2 separate regions of the Callithrix jacchus genome follow, and region 1 is linked to region 2. Evidence: chromatin contacts called from public Hi-C data. All regions are on one chromosome and are shown on one strand. The core of a region is the stretch at or near the end of the contact, and the rest is flanking DNA. Distances in the headings are between cores, read along the strand shown. Region 1 overlaps ACO2 (aconitase 2). Region 2 overlaps ZC3H7B (zinc finger CCCH-type containing 7B).

Evidence for each region. A called contact is a pair of places that touch in the nucleus more often than the background predicts.
Region 1: a contact with region 2 is called in a Hi-C map of skeletal muscle, with 8 times the contacts expected there. The contact joins two enhancer-like sites. A contact is called at or near these places in 2 of 3 Hi-C or Micro-C datasets (both in skeletal muscle).

Annotation. Positions count from the first base shown.
Region 1 is chr1:192,315,117-192,322,026 of calJac240_pri, forward strand. It overlaps ACO2 (aconitase 2), which reads left to right. Exons shown (of 18, transcript XM_078335044.1): 5 at 2,950-3,108; 6 at 3,340-3,490; 7 at 4,784-4,888; 8 at 5,729-5,820. Among named protein-coding and RNA genes, the nearest start is that of POLR3H, 38 kb to the right of the region's middle. Within about 2 kb of position 5,410, at least 5 of the 16 cell types and tissues checked have an H3K27ac peak or open chromatin away from gene starts, as enhancers often do. A contact at or near this core is called in skeletal muscle, where this site is marked.
Region 2 is chr1:192,166,571-192,173,691 of calJac240_pri, forward strand. ZC3H7B (zinc finger CCCH-type containing 7B) reads left to right here. Exons shown (of 23, transcript XM_054239294.2): 23 at 1-2,873. The coding sequence ends at 221. Among named protein-coding and RNA genes, the nearest start is that of TEF, 6.5 kb to the right of the region's middle. Within about 2 kb of position 3,256, at least 5 of the 16 cell types and tissues checked have an H3K27ac peak or open chromatin away from gene starts, as enhancers often do. A contact at or near this core is called in skeletal muscle, where this site is marked.

The DNA.
Region 1 (6,910 bases), core at 4,160-6,659, 150 kb after region 2:
TTTTTGGCTCCTTCATGGCGTTCTGTAGGGCGGAGGTCATGTGACCATGTCATCCAGGGGCTCTTCTGAGGCATCCCAAGGATGGATTTTCCTTTGGTGGACAATTTCCTCTCTGGAAGTGCCAGTGAACATGTATATCCTGGGGAGGTGGGGGCTTCCCTTTCTTCCAAGGGCGTGTCAGGACCACTGACCTGGTTTATATGTCCATTTGCATTCGACCTGCATGTATGAAACCTGCCTCTGCACCTTTGCAAGGTGACCCTTCTCCCCACCTCCATCCCAGTCCTCACTGCCGGGCCTCCTCAGGATGTGCTGAGTCAGGCTGTAAGCTGACCCGCCTGGGCTCCCAGCACCATCCCCTCTGAAACCAGAGCTAGCAGGGCATCACCGCTCTGCCCTGCCCAACCGCCATGCTTGCCAGGAAGGGCTGCCTGGGAATGGCTGGTTGCAGTGGCCTGTGGGGACTAGAAAGCCCCTCTCTACAGCAGGGTTAGGGAGTCAGGCGGACCCTGTGTTGGCCTTCTGTTAGGAAGGGCACCACAATGTGGGTGTCTCCCTCTCTACCTTGGTACAAATGCCCAGGCCTTTATGGCAGCTCCTGGGCCAAAGTTTGGAGCCATGAGTGATGGCAGCTCACATCTGCCACTGGCTAGTTGCTAAGCATACAGCCTGATGTGTTTGTTTCCTTAGAAAGAAAATGCCCGGCCAGGTGTGGTGGCTCAAGCCCATAATCCCAGCTCTTTGGGAGGCCGAGGCGGGCGGATCACGAGGTCAAGAGATCGAGACCATCCTGGTCAACATGGTGAAACTCCATCTCTACTAAAAATACAAAAATTTAGCTGGGCATGGTGGCGCGTGCCTGTAATCCCAGCTACTCAGGAGGCTGAGGCAGGAGAATTGCCTGAACCCAGGAGGCAGAGGTTGCGGTGAGCTGAGATCACGCCATTGCACTCCAGCCTGGGTAATGAGTGAAACTCCGTCTCAAACAAAAAAAAGAAAAGAAAAGAAAATGTCTAGGGACCATGGGAGTACTTTGCAGCGGTCATCAGCAGCCTCAGGCCTCAGGTCCAATCCAAACCTGAACCCCTTTCCCTCCGAGGAGTGCCCTGGCCCCACTTGGCCCACAGACCTTCCTCTTCCACATCACAGCTCTCTGGTTCCTCTGTGGAGCCTCCCCAGCCCTCCGTGCCTGGTACTTCTAGTGGGATACTCTGTGGGATTTCTTCACATTATGTTCCCAGAATGTGCCAAATGCTTTCGGCACTGAATTGTGTGCTCTGTGGGGACAGGGACTGTGGCTTACGTATTCCTCTCTATCTCTGAGTGTGGGGCCCCGTCGGTACAGAATAGGTCCTTAATATGCGTGTGTGTTGTGTGGACAGAGGCTGAATTTCCAGGTGTATGTTCTAGGCGTTAGTCCTTCCCAGCCCTCACCCCCATCTGTCCAGCACACCCACAGACCGGGGAGGTCACTGTCATGGCCAGTGTCATCTTGACACCTTCGGCAGTTCTTATGTCTACCTGACCTCTCCCCTGGATGTGGACCACACGTGTCTACACTGTGTAGATCACCTCGAATTTTGTGTGTCCCACCTTCATGGATCCAGCTTTTACAACCTTGAGGCTCTTGAGGGATATACTCGTCTTAAATCCTTGTACATGGCAGCCTTGACCGGTTCTTCCCAGCCACGCCTTCCCACTGCATCCCCAGGAGACAAGACCTTTTGCACCTTAGAGTCTTCTGGGCAGATGCTCAGCCTGAGGCAGAGGCTCTGGGGTTTCCATAAGATTCCTGGGAGCACTGGTGGGTGCTGAGAGTTCACAGAGCCCATCACACCTCTCATCTTCCATGTTCTTCCCCACATACATGGTTGGGTCACTAATTTCATCTGGCAGACGAGCAGCAGAACCTCAGGTGAAGGCTCTTGCTGCACAACAATCAATAAAAATGTCGCCTTGCCCAGGCACGACTCCCCAGCTCATGGACAGGATTTCATCCAGCCATCACAGTGATCCAGTGACGTGAGCATGATTGTTAGCTATTTTTTTTTTTATAAGGAAACTGAGCTCGGAGAGGTGAAGTGACTCGTCTAAGGTCCCACAACAACTAGTAGGTGTTGGGGCCAGACCTCAGACCCCCACACAGGATGCCTGGCCGGGGCTTACCGGGCAGTGTCCTGCAGCTTCAGGGGGCTGGCACCTCAGAGGTGCCTGGGCTGCACTCAGGTGTTGATCATATACCTCTGCTGCCTTTCTTAGCAGATGTTTTGGGGGAAGTGCCCCTTCCAGTTGGGAGGAACATCTCAGTAAAGGGAATACTGTGAAATGGGACAGGTGATGAGGCAAGGCAGCGTCGTGCCGTGAGCAGGTCACATGGGTTCTCAGAGCCACCTCCAGATGCCAAGTGGATAAGGCATCACCTATTCTTTGCAGTTGAGGAGAAGTTCATAGCTTTGTGCACCTGTTAGGGCCCCAGGGCTTCTTCCTCAGGGGCCTGTGGGGCTGGAGTCAGCTCCTGGAAGAATCGCCCACCCAGATGAGGTGGGAACACTCCACAGCCAGGATGAGGCAGGGCCCAGGCCCATCACAGGACACAGTTTCTCTGGTTCTTGTCACATCTTGGGGTCATGGTGATATGGGTGGTTACGGTGCTACAAATGAGGAAACTGAGGCACAGGGTGGCACTCACAGGCCCAAGCCATAGAGCAGGAACTACCAGAGCTATTCAGGAGTGCAGGCCACCTGTCCCCCCAGGCTCTGGTTCTTCTTGGTCACGCTGGAGACAGCCTGGACTAAACGGGGCTGCTCCCACCAGTTCTATCCCAGGAGAGTGGCTAGACGTGGGTGGGAGGCCCAGGGTCAGTGGGGCCATTTCGTAGACTCTTTTTGGGCCCCATCTCCATTCTCGGCTAAGGGCTTCTAAATTTAACATCTTGGATTATTTTTCAGATTATTCTGGAAAACTATGCATACCCTGGGGTTCTTCTGATTGGCACTGACTCCCACACCCCCAACGGTGGCGGCCTGGGGGGCATCTGCATTGGAGTTGGGGGTGCCGATGCTGTGGACGTCATGGCTGGGATCCCCTGGGAGCTAAAGTGCCCCAAGGTGAGGGTGGGGATGGACTCATTCTGGGCTGGCTGCGGGGTGGTGGTTGGCGGGTATGTACAGGAGATGGTGGAACCCAGGAGGGAAACGGGAACAAGTCAGACTTGAATCTTCTGGGAGGGAGGCAGGGACCAGTAAGCAGAACTGGGAATGCCAGCAGGTCCATCCTGACTTTGTGGCTGGCACAGGCACACATGGCCTCTTAAAGCTGCCTCACCCCCTCCTGTCCAGGTGATTGGTGTGAAGCTGACAGGCTCCCTCTCTGGTTGGACCTCACCAAAAGATGTGATCCTGAAGGTGGCAGGCATCCTCACAGTGAAAGGTGGCACAGGTGCAATCGTGGAATACCATGGGCCTGGCGTAGACTCCATCTCCTGCACTGGTGAGGAAGGCGGTCAGGCGACATGGCCTGTGTCCTGTGTTGGGCCTGATGGGTCTCCAGTTGGGAGTAGAAGCAGTGAATGGCCCTCACCTGAGAATCTGTTTGTTCCATTTGGGGGCTTGGGATAGACAGAGGTAGAAGGAAATTGGAGACAGTGTTAGAGATTGTCTAGTCCACACCTTCATTAAACAGGTTAAGATATTGAGACCCTCATCAAGGCTGCCAGTGTCTTCCTGTGGCCATACAGAGGTAGGAGCCAAGTCAGCTCCTGCTGCTGGGCCCAGGCCAAAGCACTAGGCCACCTTGGGTGCTCCAGACGAATCCAGAGAGGACAGAGCAGTGTGGAAATGGGCAGAGCCAGGGCTTCACTCACGAAGCAGCCTCAGGCCTACATCCTCCCTTGGCTGAAGTTTGAGCCTCACTCACTTCCCTTGGATTAGAGATCAGTGCCTGTCAGTCTCCAAGACCAGGTAGGCGCTGGCCCCTGTCAGTCTCCAAGACCACGTAGGTGCCGGCCCCTCCCTACCGGTCACTCCTGGTGACCTGGCCTCGATGCCGGGGCACTCAGAAATCCAGGGAGATTTGGAACACTCCAGACCTCCCAGATGCCTGCCTGGGCTCCACGGCAGCCCCGCAGAACTCTGATTCCCCTCCAGCGATGGGGGTTAATTCCTGCCACAAGGCTGCTCATTTGGGAAGTTGGTAACAGGCCCATCCCTCCATCCCAGCGGCTCCTGAGGTAGGTGGCCTGGTAGCAGTTGGGGTACCTGTAAGCCCTACCAGTTCTGTGATCTTTGTGGTCCAGACAGTGTATATTGTTGGATTTTTTTTTTGAGACAGTCCTTACTCTTTCCCAGGCTGGAGTGCAGTGGTGCAATCTTGGCTCACTGCAGACCTCTGCCTCCTGTATTCAAGTAATTTTCTGGCCTCAGCCTCCTGAGTAGCTGAGATTATAGGTACATACCACAATGCCTGGGTTTTTTTTTTTTTTAAAGTAAAGATGGGGTTTCAGCATGTTGGCCAGGCTGGTCTCAAACTCCTGACCTCAGGTGATCTGCCTGCCTTGGCCTCCATCGCTGGAAAACCTAAGACAGAAAAATGTCTCCACCATGGTGTGGCTGAAGGAGGGCAGGACACTAGGCAGACAGACCCGAATGCCAGCATCTACCTTCATTTGCTTTACGGCATGATCTTGAATCTCTCTGAGCCAAACAGAGTAGCAACTGGGCACAGCAGGTGCATGGGACCCTGGCCTGGCCACCAGCCAATGCCTAGGGCTTGGTTGCTTCACAGGCATGGCGACAATCTGCAACATGGGCGCAGAAATTGGGGCCACCACTTCTGTGTTCCCTTACAACCACAGGATGAAGAAGTACCTGAGCAAGACCGGCCGGGCAGGTGAGCTGGCAGGGGCAGGCCCGAGTGGGTGGAACAGTCACCTGCCACTCCTCCCCAAGACTGAGCTATGCCTTTCCCTGGAGGGACACTTGCAGAGCCATTGTCTTCAGACAGGCTTCCGAGGCTCTGAGAAACCTTTGAAGATGTATGATATGTTTCTGAGTAGGGTGTTTGGAGCGCTCTTCAGCTTCTCAAAGGGCCTGGCATCTGAGTTCAAGATAGCCCCACCTCAGGATGGGAATTCATTTTCCCTGGAAGGTGGCTGAATGCCTGCCCTTCTTGGCCTGGTCCCTGCTGCCCCCTACAGGAAGCTACAGGAATGACAGGGATCACTTTTGTTGGTAATTCCTGACCTAGCAGGGGGATATGTGGAAGGAGAACCACCTTCCCAGCCTCCACTGACACTTTCCTGAGGCTCTAGCTTGGCTTATTTGGAGCTCAGAGGGTATTGGCACCTGTGAAGGGAGGTGCGTGGGGGGAGTGAACGAGGAGCCAGAGATTAGGGGCCATGGGGAGAGCCATAAGCCTGAGGAGTACTTGGAAGGCCCTTCCCTTTCCTTATTGAGTGACGGCTTCTTCAAAACCGTCAAACTCTTCACTTACACGACACCCTCCCCAGCTCTGAACCTTAGCTGGTGCTCCTCTGTGTCTCTCTGTCCCTGACAGCTCCTGCACTAGGCTGTGAGCTCTTTAAGGGCAGGGACAGCAGCCTTGGTTTCTTCACTGGCCTAGTTAGTGCCCAGGGCCTGGTGTTTGGCAGGTGCTCAGGTGGGTGGCAGGTGAACTCTCTAGACCAGTTTCTGTTTCACGTGCTCCATCCTCATCCCTTGTTGATTTCAGACATTGCCAATCTAGCTGATGAATTCAAGGATCACTTGGTGCCTGATCCTGGCTGCCATTATGACCAACTGATTGAAATTAACCTCAGTGAGGTGAGAAGATGATTGAGTTCAAGGAGTTTCTGAGAATAGAGGGGAATAGGGTGGGTCCTGCCTAAATACTCATTGAGGGCTGGGTGGTGGTTCACACCTGTGATCCCAGCACTTTAGGAGGCCAAGGCAGGTGGGTCACTTGAGGTAAGGAGTTTGAGACCAGCCTGTCCAACATGGTGAAACCCTGTCTCTACTAAAAAAATATATATACAAAAAATAGCTGGGCCTGGTGGCATGTGCCTGTAATTCCAGCTACTCAGGAGGCTGATGCGGAAGAATTGCTTGAACCTGGGAGAAAGAGGTTGCAGCCAGCCGAGATTACACCACTGTACTCCAGCCTGGGTGACAGCAAGAATGTCTCAGGAAAAAAAAAAAAACTCAGCAGGGCTCGTGGGCCCTTGGTCCCCAGTGTTCTTGCAAACTGCTTCCTGAGGCAGGCTGGAGCAAGGGATGGGGAGGGGAGAGACCACAGCCACAGAGAGAGCAGAGGTGGCTCTGGCTGCTGAAACAGAAGCCGACGTCAGTTTGCCACCAGCTCGGCTTTAGCAGAAGCCAGGGTTTCACCCTGAAGAGGTTTTGTTATCAGAGTTCAGAGGGCGAAGCCCAGCAGCATTGGGCACCCTGAGACCCACAGATCAGAGCAGGTGTTTGCTGAGCCAGAGGAAGGGCCGGCTAGGGGGTCCCGACTGCAGGAGTTCACACCTCAGCTTTGCCACTTAAGCTGTGTGACCTTGGTCAGCACCAACCTCTGCGGGCCTTGCTTCCTCATGTGTGAAACCTACAGCAGTTCTGAGAATTGAATGAGTTCGTGTAACTAACATTGATGGAGGTTTACTGCATGCTGGGCACAGAGCTGAGTGCCTCACATTTACTGATTATTATGACATCTGGCTGTAAGTCCTTTCTTGTCGTAAGATTCCAAAAACAACATCGTATGGGCAATGATGGACTTGGGAAGCTGGTAACCTTGATCCATTCCAAGCCTCTGCCCTCTGCTAGCTGTGTGACCTTTAGCACAGCATGTCACTTCTGAGCTTCAGCTCCTTCATCTGCAGAACAGAGCTGAGCCCACCCTTGCAGAGGTGGAGGG
Region 2 (7,121 bases), core at 2,006-4,505:
GGGACAAGTGCCGCTGCGCCCATGGACAGGAGGAGCTCAACGAGTGGCTGGACCGGCGCGAGGTGCTGAAGCAGAAGCTGGCCAAGGCTCGCAAGGACATGCTGCTGTGTCCACGGGACGACGACTTTGGCAAATACAACTTCCTGCTTCAAGAGGACGTGGACCCTGCCATTGCCACCCCAGAAGCCCCTGCTGCTGCTGCCGCCACCACTGGGGAGTAGGGCCAGGTGTCGGCCATGGGCAAAGTCCTGGGGCCAGGGGGTGGGGTGGTGACAGAAGGCCTGATAGAAGGGTCAGGGCTGGCCAGTGGGGGGGTGGGGAGGCCGCCCTTATCAGGCAGCCCCCAGCCCCCTGGGGCCCCGTCCATCTTTTCCCCACCACCACCCCGGGTGTGCGTACCCAGGTGCACATGCTGCAACCCCTGGAGGCCCCAGGGTCCTCATCCCTCTGGAACCTGGGCAGCCCTTCCCCTACCCCCACGGCTCTCCTGGTTGAGGAGGGAGGGGCCTGGCTGACCCCTCCAGCTTCAGCCTCCAGCTTTAACTTCTGTCTGCTCCTAATGGGGCCCAAAGCTCAGGGCTGGGGAGCCTGGGGTCCCCACTTGAATCTGCAAGAGTAGGGTCCTTCTCCCTGCCCCATCCTCACTCCACCACCCCCCCGGGGGCAAATCAGGACATAACAGAGGGCAGAGGCCCCATTAGCTTTAAAATGTAGCCCCAGGAAGAAGCTGGGAACACTGTACTGGTCACTTACCCTCTGGAGCCTCAGCTTCCCCTCTGGAAGGATGGAAGGAGCTGGTCTAGATGATCTTTGGAACCTAAGGAGTCTCGGCCCTTTGAGGCCACCACCTGAACCCTACTCCCTCATGGGCCAGTGACTATAGATTGTAGGTCCTCAGAGCCTTCAGAGATGATCCAGCCCAAACCCTATTTTGCAGAGAGGAAAACTGAGGCCTAGAAGGGAGGAGTGGTCTGCCCAGGTTCCCAGCACAAAGTAGAGCTGGGATGAAAACAGGGCTCAAAAGACTCAGGGCCAATTATTGGCTGAGCCCACTGTCCCCTCACCAGGGATGTGGCGGTCTCTGAATCAGTGTGCTGGGGTCCCAGGCAGCGCTGCCTGGGGGCTGGGGAAGGGAGGCCCAGAGGAGGGCTGGCCATGTGAGCACCCCTTGAAGGGACTACTCCCTCCCGAGGATGGTCTCTTGGGGTACAGCAGCAGAGGTCGCCTCTCCACGTGCACTCTGGGAAAGGTGGCAGAGGGCAGGACACCATGAGCTCAGGATCTGCATGAGACGTGGGAGGTGGGAAGGGTGAGGGTCTGGGGGATGTGGAGAAAAGGGAGGCTTGACCTCGGGCACCATGGGCCACTCCAGGATGGGACACACCCCTCTTTCTTGGGGACCAGGCATGTCCTCTCCTCTAGACTCAGATACACAGTTAAAACCATCTGTCCTAGCCCCTCCCTGATCCCTGGCCCTACCAGCTGCCTGGGACTCCAGTGGACCCCCAGTTCCTGCCCCCACCCAGCAAGGCCTCTCTTGTCCCTCTCGTCTGACATGTCTGTGTGCACCCCATCCTCTCCAACCCACCCTCCATGGGCAGATCCAGCCTCCCCTGGTTCCCCAGACATTCCAGAATGCCCCACATCATTGGCACAGGAGTGGGGCAGCCCCGGAAGGAACCAGGGATTAGGCTGTGGAGGGGTGAGGAGGAGAAAAGGGACCATCCCATTCTCAAGCAAGGATTGCCAGTGCGCGCTGACAGTGATGGGCTGCCCAGGGCTGGACGGGATGCTGTTCCTCTCACCGCCACTGCCCGACCTTTCCTGATAATCGTAGCATGCACCCTTTCCTCTTCCCTGCCCCGCCTCCTACCCCAGCAGGCCACTGCAGTTTGGGTGCTGGTGGTATGGCTGGAGGAGAGGGGAGACCACACCCAAGGTGGGGGTCGTGGCTGTGATATCGATGATACTCGTTTTCCCTGATCCGTGGTGTTGCAGTCTGTCGTCACCAGCCTTGTTTCTAGTGTGTATATATGTCGCCCCCATGATGCATATATACACAGGTATTAAATATATCGCTCTATATAATATTATATATGTGTGTGGTATCCAAGGAATCACTTTTATGAGGGCTAAAGATAAAGAATTTGGCCAGAAAATGCAGCCATCCTTGTGTGATTAGGAGGGTTTTGGGGGTCATCGTACTATTTGCAAGGCGACAGGGACTGGAGCCGTGGCTCAGAGGTGATTCGGGCAGCCAGGGGCAGGAGCCAACCTCCCCAGGCCCAACTCTGCCAGCTTCCCAGACCACCCCCATCGAGTGCAGACAGTGGGAGTGCTCAGGGAAAGAAAGTGATTTGTATTTCTCCCCGCCAAAAGGAACAGGATTCAAGACCAGAGTTTTAATCTTCAGCCTGTGATCTGTCCAGGGACCCTTGGGATCTGGGGCTCCCTGGCCTGGCCAGAGCTGAAGACCCCACAGGGTAAGAAAGGGAGAGTGGGAGGCAGAGTATAATATGGTGGGGAGCAGACAAGAAGACACTTTTAATGATGAGGGTAACTATTTCAGTTGTGAGCCTTCTAGGGCCCCCAGCTGGGAGGCTCAGAGGGCGGAATCCAGGACCTGTGTTTACCCCTAGCAGGCAGGGACAAGATGGCATGGCAAGCATGGGGCCGGGGGTGGGTGGGGAGGGATGCTGCATTTCTCAGCCGGGCAGTAATCAATTTAATGGTCCTTTAAAATGTCTGTGTATTAAAAATTTAAGAATACCACACTTTAATATTAAATATTCATAAGGTCTAGTATCTTGATAATAATGTAGATGTTTTAATAACAATTTTTGTCCTTCTTAAAATAAAATGAAAGAAACTTGCTTCTTTAGCCTTTGTTCTAGAAAATAAACTTGTGCACTTTGACCTCTGTCCCCAAGGTGTCGCTCCTGTTCCTCCCCATCTGGCACTTGTATCCAGGGCCTGAGCTACTCTGTCCTCTGGAGACAGATCTGGCCAGTGCTAGCTATTCTGAGGAATGTTAGGCATGCTAAGGGGTAAGGGACAGGTCTGTGTCCCTGTGTACACACGGAGGCCAGCTGACCCCGGCTCCGGCAGCATTTCACTGGCAGTGACAAGTGGCGCTCTATACAAGTGGCCCAGCAGCCATCCTTCCCTGGCTCATCCGAAGCCTGCCTGCTCTCAATCTTCCACGTGGGGCTGCCAGAGGTGCCCACACTTCCCTGCACTTATGCTGCAGCGTGTGCCCAGCTGGGTTCCAAGGCCTGCCTTTGCCCTTTCTGGAGGGGGCTCTTCCAGGAAGGCAGGGGACCATGCCTTCCCTATGATCTCGAGTGTGATTCCAACTGCAACCCTGGCATCAGTGAACCCAAGGGAGACTGAAGTCACATGGGTCCAGTTTTCTCATCTTTAAAAGGAACTAGCGGGGTCCGGTGGTTCACATCTGTAATCCCAGTACTTTGGGAGGCCAAGGCGGGTGGATCACCTGAGGTCAGGAGTTGAAGACCAGCCTGGCCAACATGGTGAAACCCCGTCTCTACTAAAAATAGAAAAATTAGCCGGGTTTGGTGGTGGATGACTGTAATCCCAGTTACTCAGGAGGCTGAGGCAGGAGAACTGCTTGAACTTGCCAGGCGAGGTTGCAGTGATTCAAGATTGCACCATTGCACTACAACCTGGGTGACAGAACAAGATCTGTCAGAAAATAAATAAATTTCAGAAAATATCTCAGAAAATAAATAAAAGGATCTGATAGATGTGGAGTTCTAAGTCAGGGACACCTGTATCTGCTGGGGTGGGAGGTACTTTGTCAAATCTTTTGGATTGTGCATGGCTGTAGGTGATAGAGGGGTCCCGTGGGGAGGGACTGCTCAGGTCCAAGAACAAGCTTTCACCAGACAGCTTTTTTTTTTCTTTTTCCCTTTTTTTTTTTTTTGAGACATAGTCTTACTCTATGGCCAGGCTGGAGTGCAGTGGCACAATCTTGGCTCACTGCAACCTCTGCCTCCTGAGTTCAAGCAATTCTCCTGCCTCAGCCTCCTGAGTAGCTGGTACTACAGGCACCCACCACCACACCTGGCTAATTTTTGTATTTTTGGTAGAGACGGTTTCACCATGTTGGCCAGGCTGGTCTCAAACTCCTGACCTCAAGTGGTCCACCTGCCTTGGCCTCCCAAAGTGCTGGGGTTATAGGCATGAGCCACTGCTCCTGGCTTCCCAGATAGCTTTAAACTGCAGTGTGGAGTGGACTAGGACAGAAGTTCAGGACCAGAGAATTGCCTAAGGGAATCATTTGGGCCAGGTATGCAGTAGGCGCTCAGATGCTTGATAAATGATGTAAGGAGCAAAATCAGCCAGCTTCTTTTTTTTGAGATGGAGTCGCCCAGGCTGGAGTGCAGTGGTGCAATCTCGGCTCACTGCAACCTCCGCCTCCCGGGTTCAAGCGATTCTCCTGTCTTAGCCCCCTGAGCAGTTGGGATTACAGGTGTGCACCACCACACCCAGCTAATTTTTGTATTTTTAGTAGAGATGGGGTTTCCCCATGTTGGTCAGGCCAATCTACCCTCTTCAGCCCCCTAAAGTGTGGGGATCACAGGTGTGAGCTACCGCACCTGGCCAGCAGCCAGCTTTATTGAGCATCTTGTTTGCGGCAGCTACTGTGCAGATAGTACATCCGTCTCCCACAACAACCGTGGAAGTCTGCTGTCCACATTTATAGCCCAGAGAGTTTCAGGGAAGGTTCCAAGGACCCTCAGAAAGGAGGCAGAAAAAAGATCGAGAATCACTGGGAACTGGGTATCGGCAAATATCTCTTTGGCTTTGACATTCTGGAATTCACAGCACCTCTGAGTGCACTGTGAAAAATCAAAGTGGTGTGGCAAGGCAGAGCTCCCACAAGAAAAATATAGACTCATCCTTAGGCTGGAGAGATCATGTGCCTGCATCAAAACCTTCCCTGGGTGGCTCACTCCTGTAATCCTGCTTTGGGAGATCAAGGCAGAAGAATCATTTGAGGCCAGGAACTTCAGACCAGCCTGGGCAACAGTAAAACTGCATCTCTACCAATAAAAGAAAAAGTAAAATTAGCTGGGCATGGTGGTGCACACCTATGGTCCTAGCTACCTGGGAGGCTGAGGTGGAAGGATGGCTTGAGCCCAGGAGGTTGAGGCTGCAGTGAGTCATCATCACACCACTGCACTCCAGCCTGGGCGACAGCAAGACGCTGTCTCAAAAACTCAAAACAATTTTAAAAAGCAAAGAGTAAGACAAGCAAGACTTCGGTAAACCTAGTGGAATAAATTCATACATTCTGGTCAATTCCCTTAAATTCTCTTCTGGTCCTCACATGGCTCAGATTGGGAAACATCATCAGCTCAGTACCCACATAACAAGATTGCCACAGAAACTGCTTTCCCTTCAGTTCAGTGCTAAAGGAGACCAACCTAAAAGTAGATTATATAGAATGATGTGATGGGGGTGAGCGGGGGAGACACCTCATCCAGGCTCGGGAGCCAGGGAGGGCTTCCTGGAGGAAGTGAAACTGGAATTGAAGCTTCAAAAAGATTCGTCATTGTAATCCATGTTGCTCACTGTTCTGCATCTTTCTCTTAATTTTTGTTTCACATGTGCAGTTCCATGCACCCGTGTCACCTAGATACTTATGGTCAGTGGCTGGTACTCCTCCTATCAATGAGTCGGAGCTGGCTTCAGCAGCTCCCAGTTACCGAACACCAGTCTGGTCTTCAGCCCTGTGAGGAGGGGGCCTCAGTGAGCACGACCAACACAGCACACCAGCTGACTCAGCTCTGCACCTCTCTAGAGAAAGCCCTTGGGAGTTCTGCAAAGACCTGCATATGTCTATCCCCACACCTGGGAGCCCTTTGCAACCTCCCTGCAAAATATCCCCAGGTCTTCAGGAAAAGGCAGCCAGAGCCACTGGACCTGCTCAATTGATGATCGTAAGATTATGTCAACCTCTTTTGGCACTTTCATTTCAGATCTAGAAGTGAATATGCGCTGCTGGTCAAAAAGAGGACAAGGCACAGGAAACTTTTTTTTTTTTGAGACAGAGTCTTGCTCTTGTCTCCCAGTCTGGAGTGCAATGGCACGATCTCAGCTCACTGCAATCTCTGCCTCCCAGGTTCAAGTGAGGACTCAACCTCCTGAGTAGCTGAGATTACAGACACCTGCCACCACATTAAGTTAATTTTCGTCTTTTTAGTAGAGACAAGTTTTCACTATGTTGGCCAGGCTGGTCTCGAATTCCTGACCTCAGGTGATCCACCCACCTTGGCCTCCTAAAGTGCTGGGATTACAGGTGTGAGCCACCATGGCTGGTAAAGAATGTTTTTTTTTTTTTTTTTTTGAGATGGAGTCTTGCTCTGTTGCCCAGGCTGGAGTGCAATGGCGCAATCTCAGCTCACTGCAACCTCCGCCTCCTGGGTTTGAGCAATTCTCCTGCCTCAGCCTCCCGAGTAGCTGGCACTACAGGTAAGTGCCACTGTGCCCAGCTAATTTTTTGTATTTTTAGTAGAGATGGGGTTTCACTGTGTTGGCCAGGATGGTCTCAATCTCCTGACCTCGTGATCTGCCCACCTCAGCCTCCCAAAGTGCTGGGATTACAGGCATGAGCCACCGTGCCCATCAAGAACATATTCTTTATCAAGTTCTCCCTCAGCCCAGGCCTCTCAGCTGTACAAGGCATTAAATGTTCTTATGGGGCCATTGTGACTCTGACCCCAGACTCCTGTCAGGGATCACAGCTTCCTTTCAATGGGACATAGCTGTAGGCACATAGAGGACTCCATATTCCTAATGAATTGGAGGTAAATACAGTCGATGAAAACTCAAGCATAGGGGATGGGAATGGGCTCAGTGGCATTGATAAGGACACCAACAGACCTCAGACCATCTGCAGTGGACATCAGACCCCTGAGCTAGGAAGTCCAAGAAGTGCAGACAATCCCAACAGATCCGGCACGTGGCCCCCGGTCTTTAGGTATGTATATCCCCTTCCCACTACCTCTGGCCTTCCTGGCTGCCTGGCCCAGCAGCCCACTGGTGTGGTCCCTGTCTGACCTAGGTGATGCTGCCAGCCGGACACCGTGAGC